Linked DNA regions of Mus musculus: all the other regions are linked to region 4. A link is a contact called in public ChIA-PET and HiChIP or PLAC-seq data. All regions are on one chromosome and are shown on one strand. Each heading gives the region's core, a stretch centred on a gene start, on an enhancer-like site or on the middle of the called end of the contact. The rest is flanking DNA. Distances are from core to core; before and after follow the strand shown. Region 1 holds the start of Pstpip1 (proline-serine-threonine phosphatase-interacting protein 1). Region 2 overlaps Hmg20a (high mobility group 20A). Region 3 overlaps Hmg20a (high mobility group 20A). Region 4 overlaps Peak1 (pseudopodium-enriched atypical kinase 1).

Evidence for each region. ChIA-PET counts read pairs in DNA pulled down with a chosen protein or histone mark. HiChIP or PLAC-seq counts read pairs in DNA pulled down with a chosen protein or histone mark.
Region 1: a contact with region 4 is called in an RNA polymerase II ChIA-PET map of memory CD8 T cells, with 376 read pairs. The contact joins the promoter of Pstpip1 here to the enhancer-like site in region 4. A contact is called at or near these places in 2 of 484 Hi-C or Micro-C datasets (bone marrow-derived macrophages and macrophages) and 3 of 115 datasets of contacts at active chromatin or transcription factors (effector CD8 T cells, memory CD8 T cells and pancreatic cancer cells).
Region 2: an H3K4me3 HiChIP or PLAC-seq map of bone marrow-derived macrophages shows a contact between it and region 4, with 5 times the contacts expected there. The contact joins two enhancer-like sites. A contact is called at or near these places in 10 of 484 Hi-C or Micro-C datasets (the HPC-7 cell line, bone marrow-derived macrophages, brain and 7 more) and 7 of 115 datasets of contacts at active chromatin or transcription factors (the HPC-7 cell line, bone marrow-derived macrophages, embryonic basal ganglia and 3 more).
Region 3: an RNA polymerase II ChIA-PET map of memory CD8 T cells shows a contact between it and region 4, with 110 read pairs. The contact joins two enhancer-like sites. A contact is called at or near these places in 1 of 484 Hi-C or Micro-C datasets (Sertoli cells), 6 of 115 datasets of contacts at active chromatin or transcription factors (CD8 T cells, the HPC-7 cell line, bone marrow-derived macrophages and 3 more) and 2 of 9 other capture datasets (adipose tissue and pancreatic islet).

Annotation. Positions count from the first base shown.
Region 1 is chr9:56,087,756-56,093,000 of GRCm38.p6, forward strand. Pstpip1 (proline-serine-threonine phosphatase-interacting protein 1) reads left to right here and starts at 2,221. Exons shown (of 15, transcript NM_011193.3): 1 at 2,221-2,689. The coding sequence starts at 2,654.
Region 2 is chr9:56,478,051-56,483,726 of GRCm38.p6, forward strand. Hmg20a (high mobility group 20A) reads left to right here. Exons shown (of 10, transcript NM_025812.3): 5 at 3,548-3,680; 6 at 4,558-4,589. Among named protein-coding and RNA genes, the nearest start is that of Hmg20a, 62 kb to the left of the region's middle. Within about 2 kb of position 1,406, at least 11 of the 459 cell types and tissues checked have an H3K27ac peak or open chromatin away from gene starts, as enhancers often do. A contact at or near this core is called in bone marrow-derived macrophages, where this site is marked.
Region 3 is chr9:56,445,854-56,451,840 of GRCm38.p6, forward strand. The region is part of intron 1 of Hmg20a (high mobility group 20A); the gene reads left to right. Among named protein-coding and RNA genes, the nearest start is that of Hmg20a, 30 kb to the left of the region's middle. Within about 2 kb of position 3,393, at least 6 of the 459 cell types and tissues checked have an H3K27ac peak or open chromatin away from gene starts, as enhancers often do. A contact at or near this core is called in memory CD8 T cells, where this site is marked.
Region 4 is chr9:56,262,349-56,268,306 of GRCm38.p6, forward strand. The region is part of intron 3 of Peak1 (pseudopodium-enriched atypical kinase 1); the gene reads right to left. It overlaps Peak1os (a long non-coding RNA gene), which reads left to right. Exons shown (of 6, transcript XR_003948326.1): 5 at 4,226-5,205. Among named protein-coding and RNA genes, the nearest start is that of Peak1os, 24 kb to the left of the region's middle. Within about 2 kb of position 2,508, at least 153 of the 459 cell types and tissues checked have an H3K27ac peak or open chromatin away from gene starts, as enhancers often do. A contact at or near this core is called in bone marrow-derived macrophages, effector CD8 T cells, macrophages and 2 more, where this site is marked.

The DNA.
Region 1 (5,245 bases), core at 971-3,470, 170 kb before region 4:
TTTAAAACCCAAGTCCCACCAGGTGGCTAGCTGTGGCAACCAAGGCTGTAACAACTGATTTTGCAATTTATTTTCAGTCCTTAAGCCTATGACCTCTTGAATTCTTCAAACATATATATTCAAATACTATGTCAAACACTCTGTCCTGGCCTGGGTGAGGTTCTCCCTCATAGTGTGGCCTGGGGCACAGCTGCCTAGACATCAAGGCAAATTATGTTCTGAGGCAGCAGAAACAGTGATTAAAGAGCTGTGATTTTTTTTCAGGCACAGATTCCCCTCCCCGAGGACTGGGTTTGGTGTGGGCAATGGCTGGGGAGGGAGGGAAGCTCGCTAACACACAGTTCCATCTTCTGAGGCTTCTTGAACGTCTCCATCCAGTCCTATCTTCTCTCTGTCTCCTCTACACTCCACAGCTTCCCTCGGCCTTCCTGGTAGCACCATCCAGGCCTCTAACCGTCCTTGCAACTCTCTCCCCACCCCCTCTTCATTTACCTCCTTCTCATCACAACACTGTCTTCTGGTTCCACTCAATAAGGAGAGATCTTTCTGGAACTTGCCTGTAATTCCATTAGGGTAGAAACCAGATCTGCCTCCTCTCCTGGCAGACCTGTCACCAGCATTCTTTGTGGCTCTAAGCTGAGGAGGGGGGGGTCTCATGGTCACTGTAACTTTCTCCAGCATCTATGACAGCCCCAAGGGTCTGCTGTGATGGTGATGATGCTGAAGTACCATCTATTCTTAGCCAATGAGATACCAGGGAAGATCTCCCAAGAGGCTGACGAACAGGACTTTGGAGAAGACAACTTGGGTTTTCCCTTTCTTCTTTTGATGTGGCTGCATCTGGAGGTGTAGACTCTGGGGGTGGGGTGGGGGCTGGACTCACCCAGCAGACTGAAGGGAAGAGATTCCTGGAGAGGTCAGCAGGGACCCCAGCTTGGGCTTTTCCTGTCAGTTAAAACAAGGCTCCTGGTAACAAAGGACTCTGGTCTGCTTTCTGATTTCAAGGTTTCATCCCATTTTACAGATGGAGATGTTGAGTTGGCCAATCTGTAACAATAAAAGTAGCTTCAGCAGAGGGCCTGTAGGGTTAAGGTAACTTACACCACGTGGTTATGAGTGACTGGTGTTCTTCTAAAGGATCAGAGTTCGATTCCTAGCACCTACATTAGGCAGCTCCAAAGGATTGGATGCCCTCCTCTAGCCTCTACAGGCATCTGTACATACCTAGCACACACACATATCACGCAAATAAAAATTAGAAATGAATCTCTTTTTAAAAGATGCTCATTAGCTCAAGCCCCGGGATTCTAGAGAGAAGGGCTTCCAGCAGCAGGCCTGCTGTGCTTCTTCTTGGGGGTGTTTAGGGAAGCCTGGGTGTGCCTCTCTTTAAGCCCTGGCACGTGTAACCCACACTTGGGAACTCAGCTGTCTGATCAACCCAGTTGGTCCTAAGGTAAGCCTCGGTAAGGGTGGTGATTTGTGGACAGTCTCTGACTCATTCTTTTCACCAGCCCACCCCGGGCTCAGGACTCCAGAGGCCTCTTCTGCTGAGTGGGCAAACCCTGTCTGGAAAGGGTTCCCCAGGACCTGCTTGCCCTACAAAGAGAAATTCCAGAGGCATTCTTGATACGAAACACTTTCCCAGAGACTGGAAGTGACAGATGGGGAGGCTGAGGCTCTGAGTTAGGTCAATCAAGGTCCGTCCACTAGTGAAGGGCAGAATCCAAACTAAACAAAAGCTGAGCCTGAGTCTCCAGACTCCTGTCTCCCTCTATCACAGTTATGAACTGAAGATGGAATGGGTGAAGATTTGCACGGGGTCAAGGACCCGTGCCTCATCACACTGAGGTCCCTTAGCTAGTTACCTTCTCAAAACAAGTCTCCACTCTCATAGCCCCGGGACCAGGACCGCAATTGAGTCCGCCCCGTGCTGTGAGCAACTTGAGGGTAGGACCTAGTCTAGGGCATGAACTGCTAAAGTTGGAATGAATGGTGGACGTCCTTTTCCGGGGTGAGACCCTAAGAACCTAACCTCTTGGGGCCGGCGAGAGTAACAGTCATGAGATTCCTAACTTGTTAGTTCTAAAGCTAAACTGGGCCAGGACTTGAGCAGGCAGCAGGGTGGCAGGTGGCAGGCGGGGCTGGGGCTGTGCAGGAGAAACTCAGCAGCTCAACTTCCTGTGGGTTAGAGCCCTGCGCCTGCCCTGGGGGAGGTTGCACAAACCTTCCTGTGCCGGCCTCAGGCTGCCTGCCTGCCTGCCTGGCCTGTGCACATCCTTCCTCTCTCCCAGCCTCTGCCTGCCACCTGGGCTGCCTGCCCTGGGCCTCAGCCTGCGTCCTCCTCCATCAGTGGGGCTGGCGAGAGCCTAGGCTGGAAATCGTGGCCCACCCTTCCATCACTGGGCAGGGCTCCTTCCTCATTTCGCTGCTGATTCTAGCCCCAAACAAAACAGGTTGAGCCTTTTTCCTCCTCCGGCAGTTGCCTCTGGCTTGTGGCTGCCTTCTGAGCGTTTCAGACGGCGCCGGCTGGGAGTGGGAGGGAGGGCCTGGGCTAGCCGCGCTGGGACTGGGACGTGCTCCTGGCTCCTGGCCCATGTTCAGCCCTGCTTGAAGCAGGAGTGCTAGCATTTGACACAACAGACGCCCTTGGAGGATGATGGCCCAGCTGCAGTTCCGAGATGCCTTCTGGGTGAGTGGAGTCGACTGGGGGCGGTGAGCTTGCCGAACAGGTCCAGCCAGGCAGGAATCACCTTGGAGACTGACATAGGGGTACAGTTTCCCCATAAAAATTGTGCCTTGACTTTGGTCTTAATTATCATGGAGGTGGCCTGGGCCACAGTCTCTACTGACATGAAAGGCAAAAGAGGGGCCCTGGCTAAGATAATGAATTTCTCTCACAGACATCACCCCCACAGCCAGAGGGATGGCCTCAGGCTGTTTCTCCTCAGGGGCATGCTGCCCCAGCGGCAGAGCTCACCAGGACAGCCTAATGGAGGATTTGAGGAGGATACATAGGGAGGAGTGTACAAGGGAGAAGTCAGCAGCCCAGACACCAGACCAACTTTAGTTTGGTTCGGGTCTCAGCTTTGTAAGGGCTGGGTCGGTTGCTGTTTCTCTCTGGGCCTCAGTTTCTACATCTGTATAATGGAGATAAGTACAGATATTTGACAACTGAAGGTGATCCAATGCAGTAAAGCCCTGGTGCCTTGCCAGAGTTAAAACTCTTTCACCCAGTCTCTGATCTCTGCATACCTCAGGTTCATGAACAAGGCAGCTGGGCTAGGCAACTTCCTGCCTGCTGTTTCAAATTCAGGGCAGGTGTAAAACAAATCTTTTTGCCGGTGAGATGAGGAAACCTAGCCAGGAGGGCAGTAGAGGCCACAGCGCTTGCCCAGCTCTCCTGCTTTTCCACTTTTCCCTCAGCTTCCCCTAGTCTCCTCCACCCCTGACTGTCCCTTGGAGACACAAGGCTGAGACCTTTTGGTTAAAGCTGGGGATGTCTTTCTCCTGAGGATAACTCTCCAACACCACAGGGGACTCTCAGGACCTTTTACTCACCCAGGGCCCACTCCTAAGGTCAAAGCCAGGAGGATGAGGGTTAGTAAGCCACCTTCCTTCCTCTCTGCCAGCTTTGCTTGGGGTCTGTGCTAAAGTATGAGTGGCCTTCCTCCCTTGAAACTGACTTCACAGAGGACAGAGGGCCTTGCCTGGAGAGGGCACCTTGTACCTGTCTGGGCCTCAGTTTTCCTGTGTTTACAGAGAAGAGTGTAGGACCAGTCCAGAGCTGCAGATGAAAGCAGCTGCTTTGGCCATCTCATTCACCGGGGTGCTCATTGCTCAAGGTGAATCCAATCGCTGCTCTGACTTAGAAACCTGCAACCCAGGAAGGCCAGAAACCCTGGTCCATTTTATCCCTAGTGTCTCAATCCCAATCCCAAATGTCTGGCCTCAACTTCCCCAGATCAAAGCCAAGAAAAGCAGCAGCCCAGTGGCAGGGACCAGGCAAAAGGATGACATATAAGACATCAGGGCGTGGTGGCAGCAGTAGGACCCAGCTTCCCCGGGGCTGCTTCCTAGGTAATGTCTCGCCATGCCCTGTACTGGCTACACCTCTGGACTGCTGCTGGCATCCTGGGCTTCTCTTCACAGTGGCTCCCAGGGCCTTGGTTAGGAGAAGCTTCCCAGGGAAGGCAGAGCAGAGACAAGGAGGAAGTGGACAGTGGGACCCATTCAACTGCCTTTGAATCCTGCAGCCTGGCAGTAAATAGTCTTAGGCCTAGAGCGGTGGCAAATGCCTGCAATCTCAGCTTAGGCAGAGAGAAGAGAGCCAAAGTAAGTTGAAATAAAGCAGGCCTTGTCTGCATGGTAAGAGCTTGTCTCAAGTGACAGGGAGAGGCAGTGGGTGTAGTTATGGAGAAAGGAAGAAAAGGAAAGGATATCCAGTCTTTTCTTTTTTAATGAAATTTTATTTATTTTTATTTTATGTATTTGGGTATTTTGCCTGCATGTGTCTGTGCACTGTGTGCATGCAATGCCTGTGGAGGCCAGAAGAGGGCGTCATATCCTCTAGAACTGTAGGTACAGATGGTGGTGAGCCACCACGTTATGGGAGGAATTAAACCCAGGTCCTCTGGAAGAGCAGCTAATGTTCTTAACTGTTAAGCCATCTCTCTAGCCCCAACATCTAGTTTTTAAATAGTAGAAGGAAACCTCTGAGCTGGATGGAACAGATCATTTATCTGGCAACTTTGTCTATCCTGAACACAGGTGGGAACCAGCCAGATTTCTAACATCAGTTCATAAGCAGGAGGGAAACAAAGGTGTCCTGGAACTAAAGACTCCGTTACTAAGAGCTATCCCCAGAGCTCATTCATATGCTTATAGGAGATACCCGAGAGCCGCGTGTTGTGAGCATGTGTGTGTGTAAGGATTTGTGTAAGTGTGGACATGGATGTGTGCCATGGTGTGTGTAGATCAGAGGGTGGCTCCTGGGTGAGACTCCCTTTCGCTTGTTTTGAGACAGGGTCTTCTGTTTGCTTCTGTGTGCACTTGGCTATCTATCGGCGCTTGAGTTCCCAGGAATTCTCCTGTCTCTCACTCCAGTGCTGCTTCAGGGACTCTGGGATTATAGACAGGAGCTGCACCTGATTTTATGTGGGTTCTTGGATTCAGAGTTGAGTCTTTCTACTCACATGCAAAGTGCTTTACCCGCTAGCTATCTCCCCAGTCCTACCCCAAGATTTTA
Region 2 (5,676 bases), core at 156-2,655, 210 kb after region 4:
AGCATGCACCCTAAAGTCTATGTCTGCAGTCTCAGAGCAAAGTCTTTGTAGCTGTAACTAGCTAAGGAGAAGTAAGACTGGTTCAGATGGCCCTGTTCCAATGACTGGTATTCATAGGAGAGAAAGACAGGCTCTGGTGGAGAGAGGCATATAAAGAGGGAGGTAGAAATAGGAATTATGTTTCTGGGAGGCCAGGAACAGCTGAACCACCAGAAACTCAATGGGGAAGGAAAAGAATACCAGAATAGCAGAATCTTTGTGGTTCTTGTGTCTAGCACAGTGAGGAGAAACTGTCCCAAGATTTGTTGTCCTAAGGGGTTATGAGCCGAAAGGATTCTAGAAACCACCCCCCACCAAAGCAGCTACGTTTTCATTTGATTGTATACTGAGTTCACAGAAGAGTGTTTTGAAAAGTGGTTCAATATTAAGAAATTAAGAAATCTATCAAAGTAATGTATTCCATTGAGCTAAATGAAAGTCATGAATAAAAATGAGGGGAAAAAAATCATTTGCCAAAATTCTTCAATTCACATAAGAATGTTATTTAAGAAAAAGATTTTATTGCTTTACTGATTGTTTTAAGTAGAGTTCTAGCAAATTTTACCACTATAGGGAATAAAGCAAGAACCATCTGATCTCTCTCCTCTCAGACAGAAACTAACTCTGTTGTCACAGTGAAGAAAGCTTTTGTTAGAGAGATTGGAGGGGAATTAAGCACAAGCTCGCCATGCCCTGGGTAAAAGGCCACTGAGGCAGAGGGAGGCCAGGGCCTGGACTGCCAGGCTCTGCATTAAAGGCCCTGCTTCCCGGCATCTCAAAGATCTATATTTCTTTTATGTCTTAAGCTCTTTATGACTTGCATTCTTTAAAATGGATTCCAGAAAGACTGAAACCAAATTGAAAAATACTGTCTTGGGAATTAATTGAATTCAAATTTTTTCGAAGAGATGAGATTAATTTTCAATCTGAAGCTTCATGTTTGTGGTAGCAAGCTGGTAGCAAGCAGTTTATAACTGGGGGATCATCATCTGGACATACCAGGTTATTATTTCCTTTTTTATCTTTATTGCAAAGTTAATGCACACGCATGGTTTATTTTTTCTGATAATAGCAAAAGTAACAGTGGTTCTCTAATGATACAGCCACTGTCGGCTGATAAGGACTGGGTTTTATATGTGTTTGATCAGCTTTTTATTTTGAAATCATTTCAAATGCACAAAAAGTTACAAACATAGAAACAGTACAAAGAACATAAAGAAACCTTTTAAACAGCTTCTCTGTTGCTAGCACTTCCACCATTTTTTTTCTCTGAATCATTTAAAGGCGACTTACATATATGCTGGCCCTTTACCCCCAGAAGACTTTTGTATTTCCTAAGAATAGGGATCCTCTGTTACATAACTGATAAAGTCATCAAGTTCCCTCTTTCATGTTAACATAGTGCTGTGTGTGCTCTTGCCTGCAGACACTGAGGTAATGCCTTCCTGTACAGCATCCCTTCCACAGCATCCCTTCCTATGGCTTTAACATAGTACCCGGCTGTGCTTTAGTCAGACATGTGTGTAGTCAGTTGTGTGTAGTTAGACATGTGTAGTCAGATGCCTGTAGTTCTCCTCAGGCCGATCCCTGGTATAGCTTTGTCTTTATAAGTTATACCTTGATATTCTTAGAGAGTGAACCCTCTCCCTCCCCAAGCCTGACCCTTCCTCTGCCCCACCCCCACATCTTTTGCTTTGTTTTTTAAGGAAACATTCTTCATTTCCTGTTTGTCTGACATTCCCTCGTGATTAGATTGATGGTGGACATTCTTTATCAGAATAGATGATATATACTACCCAGAGTATCACATATGCAGGCATACCATGGCCTTTTATTACTTATTTGTAATTTTATTGACCTGATAAAGTTTTCCTTATAATTCATAAGCAGTCTATGGAGAGATATTTTAAAGACATGTGTAACTTATTTTATATCAAAGAAAAAAAAAAAACATTGTGTGATCTCCCCACACTCAGGCAGTGGCTCTCTTACCAGGTTCAAGGCCATCTACACAGTGAGTTCCAGGATAGCAAAGGATATATAGTGAGACCTTGTCTCGGGGGGAAAAAGGAGAGATTTATATGATCTAAAGAGAAACCAGAGCCAGGCATGGTAGTACATGCCTCTAATTCTAGCTTTTGGGGGGAAAAAAGAAAAGAAAAAGAAGAAAAGAAAAAAATTTCCTCAGGCTTAATATCCACAGATAAGTTTCACCTTACCTAATCTTTATTATTATGTTTACACAGTGCTAAATTTTTGAACTCTTAACACTCCCACACAGTTAGTTACCAGTTGACCCTCAGCCTTATTTTCTGTTCTTTCTTTCTGTCTGTTTGTTGAGTTTGGGGGGTTTTTTTGGTTTGTTTTTGCTCTGTGTTACCCTCACTGTCCTGGAACTTGCTTTGCACGCCAGGCTGGCCTCCAATCAGATCTGCCTGCCTCTGCCTTCCGAGTGCTGGGCTTCAAGGCGGCCCTCAGCTTTCTAATCGACGGGGGCTCTACTCCTCCTCCCCTTGAATACTTGCTTGCATTCTGTTTATTTTTGGCATGATCATAAATAATTCATATCATAAAGTTTATTTATGGTATAAATTTCTTTTATTCCAGTAGTTTCTAAATTAATACTATAGTTAGTTATTTGTTGCTCAAATCATCCCAGACTTGGGTATCTCTTACATCTGCTGGGTGGGGGACAAGATTTCTAACATAACCTGAATCTGGTTTGCTCATTTGCAGGCAGCACCTTTCATACTTTCTTATACCTAATTTGATGAATGAAATGGGCAAGGCAAAACAATTCTGGGCCATAGGATGAGGTCACTCTTCATGTTCTCCAGCTTTAGTGTTCCACTCGTCTGGCTTTTTAAAAGGCCAGAGGATATATGAGATCATTCACTCAAAATGAGTCGAAGGTAGAGAAACAAACTAATACTCCTTACCTTCCCCTGGGAACGTGAGCCTCTGTGGGGTTCAGACCTCTAAAGAACTCTAGTGGCCGTGTGAAATTCTATCTGCAGGGCTCAGGAGATGGCGGACTGTAAGCTTCATGAATGTTTTATGGTGGTGCTCTCAGTAGAACTTACCTTCATTAAACTGGGAAAGGCAACACACAGTTTAGTCAGTCAGTCATTCGTTCATTTATTCTCTAAAGGATGTGTTTTGTTTATTTATGTGTGTACGTATGTGTGCAGAGGTCAGGACAGCTTTCAGCACCAATAACTGACTTCAACCATATGGCTCCCAGGGATCAACCTGAACTTGCCATAATTGGTAGCAAGCCCCTTACCTACTGAGCCACCCCACCAGCCCTTGTTTATTTTATAATTGAAAGATTTTATTCTATACCTATACTACTTTCAGCTTCTTTCCTACAATATACTGACATAATTTTTTTAATGTTTTAATTGCACTGTTTTCTTTAAAAAGATAATTGATATTTCACCCAACATCTCAGGTTTATTGGGGGTTTTTGTTAATATTTTTAAATAATCCCACATTTCCTTCCTAGCGCTACCTTGATGAAGCAGACAGAGATAAGGAGCGTTACATGAAGGAACTGGAGCAGTATCAGAAGACCGAGGCCTACAAGGTCTTCAGTAGGAAAACACAGGACCGTCAGAAAGGCAAATCTCATAGGCAAGGTATCAGAACTAAGTGTAGTTTGTCATGTGTGATGGAATGTTGTAAAGCCAGCTGTTAAAGTAGCATACATGAAAGATGTGTTTCTGCCATCTCTCTGTTATCCTGTATTCACTTATAGGGTTAAAGTAGCAAGTATGATAGATGCGTTTCTGCCATCTCTCTAGTATCCTGTATTCACATTTAGACATTTTGCTTGGTTTTCCATATCTAAGATTAACAGTCTGGCTCATGTACCAAAACTATTATTAGCTACCTGCCTTTTTCTGTCTAGTTTCCAAATTAGGCGTTTCTCTACCTTTAAACAAGTCTTTCTACTAAACCATGTAACTCAGAGGCCCTAGTACCTCTAAGCCTCCATGAGCCTCTTCATTCAATAAATTATTTGTGTGAATTCAAAAAGCGATCTGTTGAGCTTCTCTGTTAGGTAGTAGACTCTTGTAGGCATTGAGGGAACAATAGTGAATAGGGGAGAGCATCCATGTCTTCATGGAATCTTTTTCTTTCCTGTTGAAATGGTGCATCTCACTCCAGACCCCATTCCAGCAAACACTGCCAAAGGCCAGCACCCACACTGCTCTGTCCCTCCTTAGCCACAGCATCTTCTCCACACTTGCACACGACCTTGGCGTGTGTTTCCTACCTACTGTCCCACACTCTTCTCTCAAAGGTAAAAGTGTTTGCTGTTTTCTTATGTCCAATTGTGTGTTCTCTAGGTGTGAGTTCCATTTAACTTTAGTTGACTGACGTTAATGTTATGAATGAAAATATCGTAAGTCATGAAACTCTACAAGTTTTGAGGTTGGCAAAGTCATATACTTGGGTCTTATGACTGTTTTCTTTTCAAATTTAATGTTGTCTTTATTCTTATATTTTTAGATGCAGCCCGACAGGCCACTCATGATCATGAGGTAATTAGCCTTTTGTGTACACGTTAACGTGTGTGTGTGTGTGTGTGTGTGTGTGTGTGTGTGTGTGTGTGTGTGTTGATGCTGTTTGAAATGCTGTTCATGAATAGTACAGAGTTTTTACCTCATAATTCAGCCTGAATGAGTTGCTTTGGCTCGAGGGTTCTTAACATATGGTAGACACTTATGTCATGAATCTGCCTTTGAACTACAGTCCCTAACCCCAATCTGCTCCTGTAGTCTAAGAATTCTATTAGTTTTAAATGCCAGAAATGGATGGAATTCTGAGTAAGATACAGAAATGAAAGCCATGTAGTGACTGCAAATTGGCCGTAGCTGTCATCCCACTCTCAGAAAGGTGTTTTTAGGAACTCCATCCTCAGCTAGTTGGACGTTCACAGCCAGTGGCAGCTCAGTCTCTGGTCCTCCTTTCCTCTTCCTGTCACATGTGCTTGTTTATCAGCCTCTTCCCTCTGGTTTGCTTCAACCCCATCAGTAGAATTTAAGTCTGCGTTTCTGTATGTATCTAATATATATATACATAAGCTTATATGTTTGACTGTGGTGCTTTTATATGCTTCAGACATGGACATAGTCTGTTAAATATATGGTTACAAAAAATAATAATAATCTATGGTCATTCTGAGCTGTAAATCGTCAGGGATTCACTTTTGCTCCAAATCAGATTCCCACTCAGCAGTCAGGCTCTTCCTTAATAAGTCCCAGCTTCCCACTTCAACCCCTTAACACATGGAGTGCTCACCGTCTCCCCGGCCATGCTCGTCTCTGCCTCGTGTCTGTGTTCCTGTTCTTTTCACAGGAAAATCTCCCTTCTATACACATTGTTCTCTGCATCTGGTCCTGTTTCTGCCCTCAGAGTTGAAGTCCTCCTTTAAGCCCTGTGAAGTTCTGTTTCCTCCTTAGCTGTTTTTACTTCTTCTAGCTTGCTTTAACCTTCAAAATTACTATACTTTTATACAGTTAGCTCAGCTGGCCTGTCTACACTCTTCTAAGTACTTCCATTGTTCACAATTCTGGATTATGTATGATCTCCCTGAGAGAGCAAAGCTGATCTAGCTTCTACCTTTCT
Region 3 (5,987 bases), core at 2,143-4,642, 180 kb after region 4:
TTTCTACTGTATTAGGCCTCCATACTACCCCTCAGTGCCCCTTAATTTTAGCTGCCTCTCCCCATATTCCCTTCTACAACCCCCTCTCCTCCCCACTTGATCCTCTCCTTTCACCCCCCACATCCATTCATAACTATTCTATTTCCCTTTCCTAACAAAATCTATATGCCTCCCTGTCTTAGTCAGGGTTTCTATTCCTGCACAAACATCATGACCAAGAAGCAAGTTGGGGAGGAAAGGGTTTATTCAGCTTACACTTCCACATTGCTGTTCATCACCAAAGAAATTCAGGACTGGAACTCAAGCAGAGCAGGGAGCAGGAGCTGATGCAGAGGCCATGGAGGGATGTTCCTTACTGGGTTGCTTTCCCTGGCTTGCTCAGCCTGCTCTCTTATAGAACCCAAGACTACCAGCCCAGAGATGGTCCCACCCACAAGGGGCCCTTCCCCCTTGATCACTAATTGAGAAAATGCCTTACAGCTGGATTTCATGGAGGCATTTCCTCAACTGAAGCTCCTTTCTCTGTGATAACTACAGCTTGTTTCAAGTTGACACAAAACTAGTCAGTACACTCCCCAAATCCCTTATACTGTACCTACATTCTGTGGATTGTAAATTACTTATTATTGACTTAACAGCTAATATCCACATGTAAGTGAATACATACCATATTTGTCTTTCTGGGATACCTCACTCGGGATGTTGTGGGTTTTTTTCAAAGGTTTACTTATTTATTTTATATATGTTGACACTGTCACTGTCTTCAGACACACAAGAAGAGGGCATCAGATCCCATTACAGATGTTGTGAGCCACCATGTGGTTGCTGGGAATTGAACTCAGGACCTCTGGAAGAGCAATCAGTGTACTTAACCTCTGAGCCATCTCTCCAGCCCCTAGGATGATTTTTTTTTTCTAGTTCCATCCACTTGCCTACAAATTTCCTGATGTCATTTTATTAACAGCTGAGTAATACCCCATTGTGTAAATGTGCCACAATTTCTTTAACCATTCTTCTCTTGAGGAACATCTAGGTCATTTCCAGGATCTGTATATTTTGAGTAGAGCTCTAGTGAGAATTCAGCACAGAAATAGGAATGTGCTTTTGTTTTAATCCCAGGTTTCACAGGTATGGGGCTGCTTCACAGCAGGTAACTATGACTTCCCTCATGCTCTGGCAGAGGCATGGTTTTGCCAACTGCAGATGGTTTCTGCAGTTGTGGGACATTTGGACTTCTGGGGACCTTTTAGAAGTTATATAAATGCTAGGACCTCAAGAGGCATGTGGGTTGTTATTGTTGATTGTTGTTGGTCACAGTTTGTTAAGTAGTCATGTGCAGAGAAGAATCAAGAAAAAGAAGAAATTTGGCATCCTGACAGCAAAGATTGAGCTTGCCCCAAGGTATTTGATTCCCCTAATCAGCAAGGAGTAGTCTAACTATAACATTGCCAACTTTCTAACCCCTGACTTTATTCAGGGTTCTCTTTCCTTTCCTATCCTTTTTTTCTCTCATATCTAGTGTTAGGAGGTTGAAAGGGTGGAAGAAAAAAGAACCCACAAGATAGCCAAAGACAGCTACATAGAGCAGCAGTGAACATGGTTGAGAAGGTATCTCTGTGGTAGGATGAAGCATCTTTGACTATATATGCCCAAGAGTGCTATTGGTGGATCTTGAGGTAGATTGACATCTTCCTGAGGGACCACCACACTAATTTCCATAGTGGCTATACAAGTTTGCACTCCCACCAGCAATATGTGAGTGTTCCTCTTACTCCACATCCATGCCAGCACGAGCTGTCAACTTGTTTTGTTGATCTTAGTCATTCTGACAGGTGTAAGAAGGAATCTCAAAGTAGTTTTGATTTGCATTTCCCTGATGGCTAAGGATGTCAAACATATCTTTAAGTGTTACTCAGTCATTTGAGTTTCCTCTTTGGAAAATTCTGTTGAAATCTGTAACCCATTTTCTAATTGGGTTGTTTGTTTTCTTGATACCTCGTTTCTTGTGTTCCATATGTATTTTGAATATTAGACCTCCATGTGATGTGTAGCTGGTGAAAATCTTTTCCCATTCTGAATGCCTCTACTTTGTCCTTATGACAGCATCCTTTGCCTTACAGATGCTTTTCAGCTTCATGGGGTCCTATTTATTAATTATTGATCTTAGTGCCTATGCTAACAGTGTTTTATTCAGAAAGTCTTCCCTATGTCAGAGAATTCAAGGCTGTCCCCAACTTTCTCTTCTATCAGGTTTAGCTTATCTGGTTTTATGTTGAGGTCTTTGATCAATTTGGAGTTTTTTGCAAGGTGATAAATATGGAATTATTGCATTCTTCTACATGCAGACTTTCAATTTGACTAGCATCATTTGTTGAAGATGCTTTCTTTCTAGTATGTTTTTGGTCTATCAAAAATTGTGTCTGTGGGTGTATGGATTTATGTTTGGGTCTTCAATTGGAGTCCATTGATAAATGTATCTGGCTTTGTGCCAATACCATGTTTTTATTACTATAGCTCTGTATTTACAAGTTAAAATCAGGGATAATGATACCTCCAGCAGTTCTTTTATTATTCAAAATTGTTTTAGCTATGCTGGGTTTTTGTGTTCCCATATGAAGTTGAGACTTGTCCTTTCAAGGTCTGTAAAGAATTGTGTTAGAATTTTGATGGAGATTTCATTGAATCTAGTTTACTTTTGGTAGGATGACCATTTTTTACTATATTCACTAGTAAGCCAGCCAAATCTTACTTCCCCAAAGGATGCATTTGTGAGACCTTTCACTCAAGAACAGATACAGGATACCAAAGATGTGGCTGCAGCCAGAGAAGATTTAGTTGTTGTTAATATGTTGCTTTAAACCTTTTATATTATATTTTCTTTCAGCATGCCAAGATTCCCTTTTCTTTAGTTTTCCTTTTAAAAATTATTTAAAAGTTTATAGGACCAGGTTATTATGGAACCAAATTTGATTGATTATGCAAATGATAAAATAATACCTTTTAAAACATTCATGGTTTAAACATTTTTTATTTTGTTCCCACTCCCCCTACCTCCATCACCACCACCTCCTGCAGCCAGGGCCTCATGCTTGCTCTAACACTGAGCTAAATCCACAACCCCTTAAAGATTTTTAAAAAGCATAACATTTATGCTTTTTTTTTTTGGTTTTTCAAGACAGGGTTTCTCTGTATAGCCCTGGCTGTCCTGGAACTCACTTTGTAGACCAGGCTGGCCTCGAACTCAGAAATCCGCCTGGCTCTGCCTCCCAAGTGCTGGGATTAAAGGCGTGCGCCACCACGCCCGGCTCATTTATGCTTTTAGACAGAGACATTTCAAAAGAAAAGTAAACATTTCACACAGGAAGCTAGAGCATAATCAGAGCTGCTGAGGAAGCAGAGATGGAAGGATAGCAAGTTCAGGGCCAACCGGGGCTGGCTGCTAGTGAGTGCAGGCCAGCCTGGGCACTTGGTGAGACCCTTTCTCAAAAACAGAGGCAAAAAAAAAGCAAAAGGGTTGGGAATGAATGTAAATCAGGCATAGCACACAGGAGGCCCTCAGTTCAATAACCAGTATCTTGAAAAAAAAAAGTTTTTATTTTTTTAGATCACATGAAGACAGTGGATAGACTAATACTAGAATGATTCGAAACAAGGGGTGGCATTCACAATTACATTTGCATTTTAATATGGTCACTGAATACTCTGGAAACAGACTAGGGACAGGTCAGACTGATAGGAGGCTGTTAGAGTAACCAGGACAAGAAAAGGCTTTACATGTGACAATAATGAGAACCTAGAAAAGAAGGTCAATCATGGGGGTTGGTGGGGGATGGGGTGGTGAGGGACTGGTTATGACGGAAAGGCGAGGCAGCTTTGAAAAGGGCACTTGGGCTTTTTACCCTGAAAAAAAGAAAGTCCTCTCTAGAGGACAAGGGCAATGGAACAGATTTTAACAGAAAGAATATGGATCCCATTTTTTGTGTGTTCATTGTTGTTTCTGTAAAACATCAAAAGACTACAATCCATTGCAGGTACAGGCTCAGAATTTTAAAGACATCAGCAATACAAGTTGCTGTTTTACAGTAGAATGGGGAAAAGTCACTAGGAAAGCATACAGAGAGATCAGCAAAGGCTGAAATAATGCATAAAGATAACAGGGAACAAGAACGTATATAAGTATATATCCAGGTATACAAGTAGTAGGAAATGAATTTGAAGAATCATTTACAGCATCAAATGCTGTTGAGAAGTTAGAGCAAAACTCAAGCGGTCATTCGGTCATTGGACTGGGGAGATGGCTCAGAGGTTATAGTACTTGCCTTGCAAGAATAAGGACCTGAGCTTGATTCCCAGAATCCACACCATCACAAAAGGAGGTGAGGAGAGGGGCACAGTGGTATAATCCTAGCTCCGAGGAGGCAAAGATGGGATTCCTGGAGCTCAGTGGATAGCCAGCCTAACTTACTTTTCTTGGTGAGTGCCAGACCTGTAAGAAACCCTTGTAAGTGACGCTGTCTGAAAAAGCAGTGGGAAAGAGAGAGTGCACTTGGGAGATGATTCAGTCTCTAAAAGTCACCAGGAAGAAAGACTGGAAAATGGATCCCCAGAACTGCATGAAGCTTAGGTGAGGGGGCGAGCGTTCACCAGTCATCCCATTGTGCCTTCAGCAGGCTGGAAGACAGAAACTGTTATCTTGGAAGCTCAGTAGACCAACTAATTTGGTTAATGCAGTAGAGATCAGCAAGGTACCATAACTCAAATGAGGTGGAGGTGAGGACTGACACCCAAGGCTGTCCTCTGATCTCCACATGTCTGCACCGCACCATACTCAGAGACACAAGTTCTCATACAAATGAATATGCATATACACTCCACGCAAATACACATCAACACACACATAGAGTGGGGTGCTGGAGAAGTAGTTCAAGGATTAAGAGCACTGGCTGCTCTTGCAGAGGACCAGGAATTGCTTCCTGGTACCCACATGGCAGCTCACAATCATTTGTTACTCTAGCTTCAAGGGGATCGGACTCCTCTTCTGGCCACCATGGGCAATGTAGGCACATGGTGCACATACATACGTGCAGGAAAACACTCATATACATAAACAAAAACAAGTAATTTACTTCTGTGTGTATATTTGTGTCTATGTACATGAGTGTAGGTGCCTGTGGAGACCATATAGGATCCCCTACAGCTAGAGTTACAGAATGTTGTAAGCCACATAACACAAGTGCTGGGAACCAAACTTGGTTCCTCTGGAAGAGCAGCAAGTGCACTTAACCGCTGAGTGAGCCATCATTCCAGCCCCCAAAATAAAATACATTAAAAAAAAAAAGTAGACAGCACCTAATGATCCATCCACACCCAGGCTTGTCCTCTATTCTCCACAGACACAGGCAACACCTGCACACACTCACAAGTGTTCATCAGAAGAAGCACCGCAGGGGCTGGTGAGATGGCTCAGTGGGTAAGAGCACCCGACTGCTCTTCCAAAGGTCCGAAGTTCAAATCCCAGCAACCACATGGTGGCTCACAACCATCCGTAATGAGATCTGACTCCCTCTTCTGGAGGGTCTGAAGACAGCTACAGTGTACTTACATGTAATAAATAAATAAATAAATCTTTTAAAAAAAAAAAAAAAAAAAAAAAAGAAGCACCGCAGAGGGTAGCAGTGCCTGAGACGTCTCCATAAAGTTAGATATAGAAACGGGATTCCTGTAGGTTTCAGTTACAATGGAAGGAAAAGAACCAAGGTCCTTGAGGGAGCTAGGTCACTCTTGGCATGGTGCCTTCTATAGATAACAAAGATGCATGGGAAATCACAGCACAAAATGGTAAGACTCCTGATGCTCAAGTTTAAGTGCCAAATTTACACGAATAAAAGAGCTGGTAGCTCAGGGAATCAAGAAGCCAGCTGGCAGACTCAGCAGCATAGCCTCCTGTGTTCAGCATTCTTTGTTAAATCAGTGTGCCATGGAGCCAC
Region 4 (5,958 bases), core at 1,258-3,757:
GGGATTTAATGCCTAAAATATGAAAAAAGTCCAACTGATTACTTGGGACCCATCAAAATAAAACATGTTGAGCTGGGGATATAACTTGTGATAGTATGGTTGCCTAGCACACACAATGCTCTGGCTTCAGTATACGCATGGACACACACACACACATGAAAAAGGGGATTTTTTACCTAAAGTAAAAACACTTTCAAAACAGATGGGCTTTGGGAGTGTGAATGCAAAACAAATGATGGATTTTAGTAGATATACTGCCACATACTGTGTTCATATACAGTGCGTGTGTATGTGTGTGTGTGTGTATGTATACACACATACACACATATACACACACATATATGCATATATATCTTATAGCTATCTGACACTAAATGCTGCTTGTCATATAGAAAAGCAAGTGAGACCCACGGTGTGAACTTCCTGGGACAATCAGTGAGTGTATGTTTGTGAAGTTGAGCATGTGGCACACTTGTGAGGACTTGGATGGTTCAGTTAATTTGGAAAACAGTCTGGCAGCTTCTTATAAAGTTAAACATAAATTTGCTTTGATACCTAACAATCTCATTCTTCGATATTTACTAGAAACAATAAAAATGTCTACTTATACCAAAACCAGTATACAGAGATTTACAGACAAAAACTGGAGCCAATCATACACAACTGCACATATTTGTCAAAACTCATAAATTGAACACTAAAAAGGATGAATTTTATTATATGCAAATTAAACTTCAATAAACCTGAGCTACAAAAGACAGTTTGGGCTGGACAGAAAATAGACCTTGGAAGGAAGAATAAAAGGCAAGAAAATGTTTCAAGGGCTGCTACAGGCATGCTAAGATCTAATGAGAATCTGCCCTAGGGTGTGGCATCGTATCAGGCAAGGCAGGGAAACTTATCTCAAAGAATGACTGGACTTTGGAGAGAGTTAAGAGGTGCTGAGGTGGAGTTTATTCCAACAATGTGCAAGGATATTTACCAAGATAGGAATACTGGAGATGGCATAACTTCTGCAGGGAAGATGATCAGAGCATGCTCTGTGAGCCCACATACAACAGAGTAGGCTGTTGATTTTCACCAATCTAGAACACAGGAGAGAACTGTGTGCCTCTCAAGTGCTTGGGGGTATTTTCTAGGCTAGGAAGAGCATGGGGATGGTAGAGAACATGCTGGGGGTGAACCAGGGAGAAGACATAACTACCCCTTTCTCTCAGAAAAAAGGGCAAATAAAAGCTACATTCAAGGTAACGATGAGGCGGACGCCAGAAGAGCAGACAGCTATTTCCTATGCTGCTCAGGGGTACTGGGAAATGAGGGCCTATGTGTCCCAGTACACTTGGCAGAACAAGCGTAGGCTGGCCTCTCTGTGTTCTGGTGTAGCAGTGAGGATGGAATTCAGACTGGTGGGCTGGACAGCAAAGTGGCAGGACACTGGCAGATGACTCTTTGGAAAAGATTTGGGTAGGAAGAGTTAGATTCAAAAAGGACTTCTTGATTTTAATATAGGAGAAAGTAGATAATGTTGTATGGTGATAGTGGGGGGAAGACAGAGAAGAATAAGAGAGGCAGAAAAGGCAGGGAAAGAGAGCACAATTCAAATCTGAGAATGTTAAAACTGACGAAGCTCTCATTTTGTTTCTGTTGTTTGATGAACCAGGGGTTCTGAAGACCAGAAAAGAAAGTAATTCTCCTACATTTACAGTAAATGTGAGACCAGAACTGAGACTAGGGCTATACTATGTATGTTTCGTCTACAAAATGTATTTATTTGATGTATGTGTTTATGTCTGCGGAGGTCAGAGGATAACCTGCAGAAGTCAGTTTTTCTTCTCACCCATGCAGGTTCCAGTGACTGTATCAAGTTGTTAGGCTTAGCATAAGCAAATTTACCTGCTTAGCCATTTGCTGGGCCTAGCATATGTTTAAAATTGCTAATTTACTTTTGTTAGCCTTGCCCCTTTTTTGTAGTATAGTCTTCTTGAAGAAATAAAAAACCCCAATGCAAACATGGAATACAATGAATGCAGAAAAATTGTGTAAACCTATTATTCAGAATTAATTTCTACTAGCAACTTGAGGCATTTCCTTCGAGTCAGCAAGTTTTCTTTTTTAAAAACCACATCCTGTATACTAAGCATCATATGACACTGAACAGAAAAGAGGAAGACATCCTGCCTAATAGCTTGTTAACCAAGCTGACCTATTCCTCGTAAGGTACTACAGGTTTTCTTTGTAAGTAGTATGTGCTTTATTTTTCTCCAAGATTAATAAATATGAAAAATTATTTCCATCTGAGTATGTTAGTTAAACCAAATGATGGCTTTTGAATTGATCAGCAACAACCACATTAACAAAACTGCCAAATGAGGTTCATCAAGACCAGTTAACTCACGTCATCGCTAGAAGCCAGTTTTAGTGTGGCCGTTCCTTTGAAAGGCCTGTGCACATCTGTATCTATGCTGCTTGGAACCCGGAGATGAAAGGAGCACACACCTCCAGTAAGCACCAGATGGAGCTGCTGTCTAAGCCACAAAACCTGGACTTTGATGCCTTCCGCTTTAAACACTAATTATGTTTGGAGACAAAGATGTTCAGTTAAAGATGCTGTCAAAACTATTTTAACTTAATGCAGGCCCTTAGAGAAGGAAGCTATACCCAATGCAGGTCTATCCGAGGCCGGGTCTTCTGGCTTTCCTGCCTTTGCAGAATCACTTAAGGGCAATTGATAATACCTACAGCTTTCCCTTCTCGTGCCCTCTCGTTGACAGCACTGTCCAAACAGGAAACTTGAGTCACCGAACTTAAGTTGAGACATTAAGAAATAAAAGTGTCTCCTGCAGCATGTGCATACAGACACAGCGACCTGCTCTGACACGCTCTACGAATTTGCCAGAGCAGGTCTGATAAGGAGTATCAAAATGTAATGCTTGGTTTTTTTTTTTAAAGCTCATTTGCTTATATATTCTTTATAATCTTTTATTTAAAATTTTTCATAATTTTGATCATGTTTTCCCTTTCCCCAAATTCACCCCAGACCCCTACCTACCCAACCTGATATTTTCTCCCACTCCCCCTTTCCAAAAACAAAACAAAAATGAAAATCAAATAAAACACAAAAAACTAATAAGACAAAACAAACTCTAAATAGCACCCCCTTAAAAACTCCAAGTCCCATGGAGCCTGTTTTACACTGACTTCCTTGGAGTGTGGTTGATACATCCCAAAACACTCTGCTGGAGAAAACTGATTTCCCTTTCCTAGCCAGTATCAACTGCAAATAGCATCTTAGTTAGGGGTGAGACTTGCGTCCACTTCCTGTCATCGCTGGGATGACTCAAAGGAAACAGTGTCCAGACACAGCAGGACTGATACACATTTGAACTTACAGAGACCAGCACATGAGACCAGCGCAGGCTCAAACCAAACCACATTCTTAGAACCCTAAAGCAAATCCTACAGATGAAATGGTTGATGGGAAATTTTAATGGCTGAAGCTGCCTCCAGAAGCTAGCCAGGATTTACCCCATGATCTAAAATTCTATTTCATAACTTCCAGGATGAAACCCCTCGAGCTATAGATAGAGCTATTCTAGAGTAGCTGATTTCATCTTGAGTCATGAAGGCCTTCTGAGAACCTACTGCTGCTCTTTGCTCTCTGCTGCTCAACAATGGCTATAATTAGTGTGCTTCTTGCCCAACTGTTTCAAGTAGATTTGACACAAAACAACCAATTCTCCCTGGATTTCAATCTTGGACTAAACTGTCAGCATCTGCGCTTGCTAAGAGGGATGCAGTTCCTGTCCTTAAAGAGGGACTGGGTAGGGGGTCTATTAAACTCCTCACACAGTACTCCTTAAAGGTAACCAAAGGAAAGCCCGACCATCATAAAGGAGTATGGGAATAGACTGCTAAGGTCCTCCCCCAATACTTTGACTCCTGAAGGCCATTAGCTCTCCCCATAAAATCTGCCTCATTTCCACAGTGGCAGAGCCAAGAATCCTCACTGCTGTCCACAGGCTTTTAAGGACACACTTGGAGGCGCTAGGCCACATGGCATCCCACAGTAGCCAGTCTCTATGATTCCAACGTCAAATTTATAAAGCAAGGTTTTCATTAGGATTTGTAATGGAATTTGTGATTCACTTATATATTTTTTTAAAAAGCAAAGGAAAATGTGACAAATATCCCACGTCATTGTTCCCAACTTTTCCTTTTTCCACAGTGAAAAATGCTGACCTGACATGCCAAGACCTTCAGTACATGACTAAAAGGGTAGAGAGGAAGTGGAAGCAAAGCTGCAGGAAGATGCTTGCAGGAGATAAAAGACAGTTTCACTGTGGATCACAAATAGAAACTCTATGAGAAGGCTCTTCTGGAGATAGCATGATGATGATGATGACGACGGCTACGGTGATAATAATAATATCACTTTCCTGGCTACAAGAATAGGCAAACTCTTAAGATATGATGTTCTATTAATTCAAGAACAGAGCAAAGCAAAGCATGCTTAATTTGCATATCTTAAAGCTCTATTACATGACAGAAGCAGCCCATTCACTTTTAGCTGTTCACAATTCTGTTCAGGGGTTACCTCTGTGATGACTTTTCCTTCTGATTCCCTAAATACCACTATTATTATATCGCATCATACTGTAAAATACAAGTCCTGTGAAGACAGAACTGTGCTATGTCCTCTTCTTATTTGCATCAATGGACTGCTGAGAAAAAACTAGACCCTGAAGAGAGCAGACTGAACAAATTCTACTAAGTCCTAGACATAGGGTCACTTTGCCCATGAAGACTCACAATTTTCAAAAGACCCTGGGACATATATGATACCATTGGTGCTGCTCTTAGAGTGAAGAAACTGGGATTTGTCCAAGGCCACACAGAGCCTGTGAAGGCCAGAGCCAGGGTGAGTGAATGCACCACGTGTATATACAAATGGTACAGGGTGAGCGAATGTACCACGAGTATGTATAAATGGTACAGTTCAGCTCAGGCATGGACGACAGAGAAGACATGTTGTGTACATCAAAAGAAAAGAAATGAGGAGAAGAGAGATGAAGGAACTAAGAAGCAGAGGAAAGGGAAACTGGGAAGAAAAAAGTTCATTATTCTACGAAGAGAAACCGGACTTGTATGATTTTAGCAATGCAACCATTTCTGGAGACTTCACTATCTAGTGTAACCTGTACTTTGGTAAGTGATATTATATTTTCAACTACACTAAAATTTTCCTCCTTTAGCTACAGCAAAGTAAACAATCTATTCTGTAAAACATTTATAATTTAAACCTTTAAAGAAGAAAATGGCAAATTAGTCAACGTCTGAATTACACACTACTTTGAGAAGTATAGATTGATTGCTTCAAGAAAATACTGCAATGTAACAAGTTTTAATTAAAATTATACTGAAAGAGTATTTCCTAAACTGGGATCCAGGGTGTAGTTTTCAAGGGTCTGTGAGTTCTCAAAATAGGTCAGTATTGATCTAAAGTCTCTGTCTAAGACAAGTTAACAGGGACGCGAGGGATGGATGGCTCAGAGGGTAAACTGCTTGTTGTGTGAGCATGTGGGCCTGGGCTCAGATCTCCAGCACCCACATATAAGGCAGGGCTAGCAGCATGTGCATGTGACCTCAGCACTGATTGAACAGGCTGATGGCTGGAGCTTGCTGGCTAGGCAGCCTAGCTGAAACAACAAGCACAGTGAGAGACCTTAACTCAAAAGCACACACACACACACACACACACACACACACACACACACACACACACACACACACACAATGGCAAACAAGAGACGGTCACACCTGCAGTCAATTTCAGGCATCTATACGCACACCAAGGAGCACACTCGCCTTCATACACATGAGCATATCCACACTTATACTACACATACCCTCACACAAATACATTAACATAAACATATGCTGAGCTGTTATTACAAAATG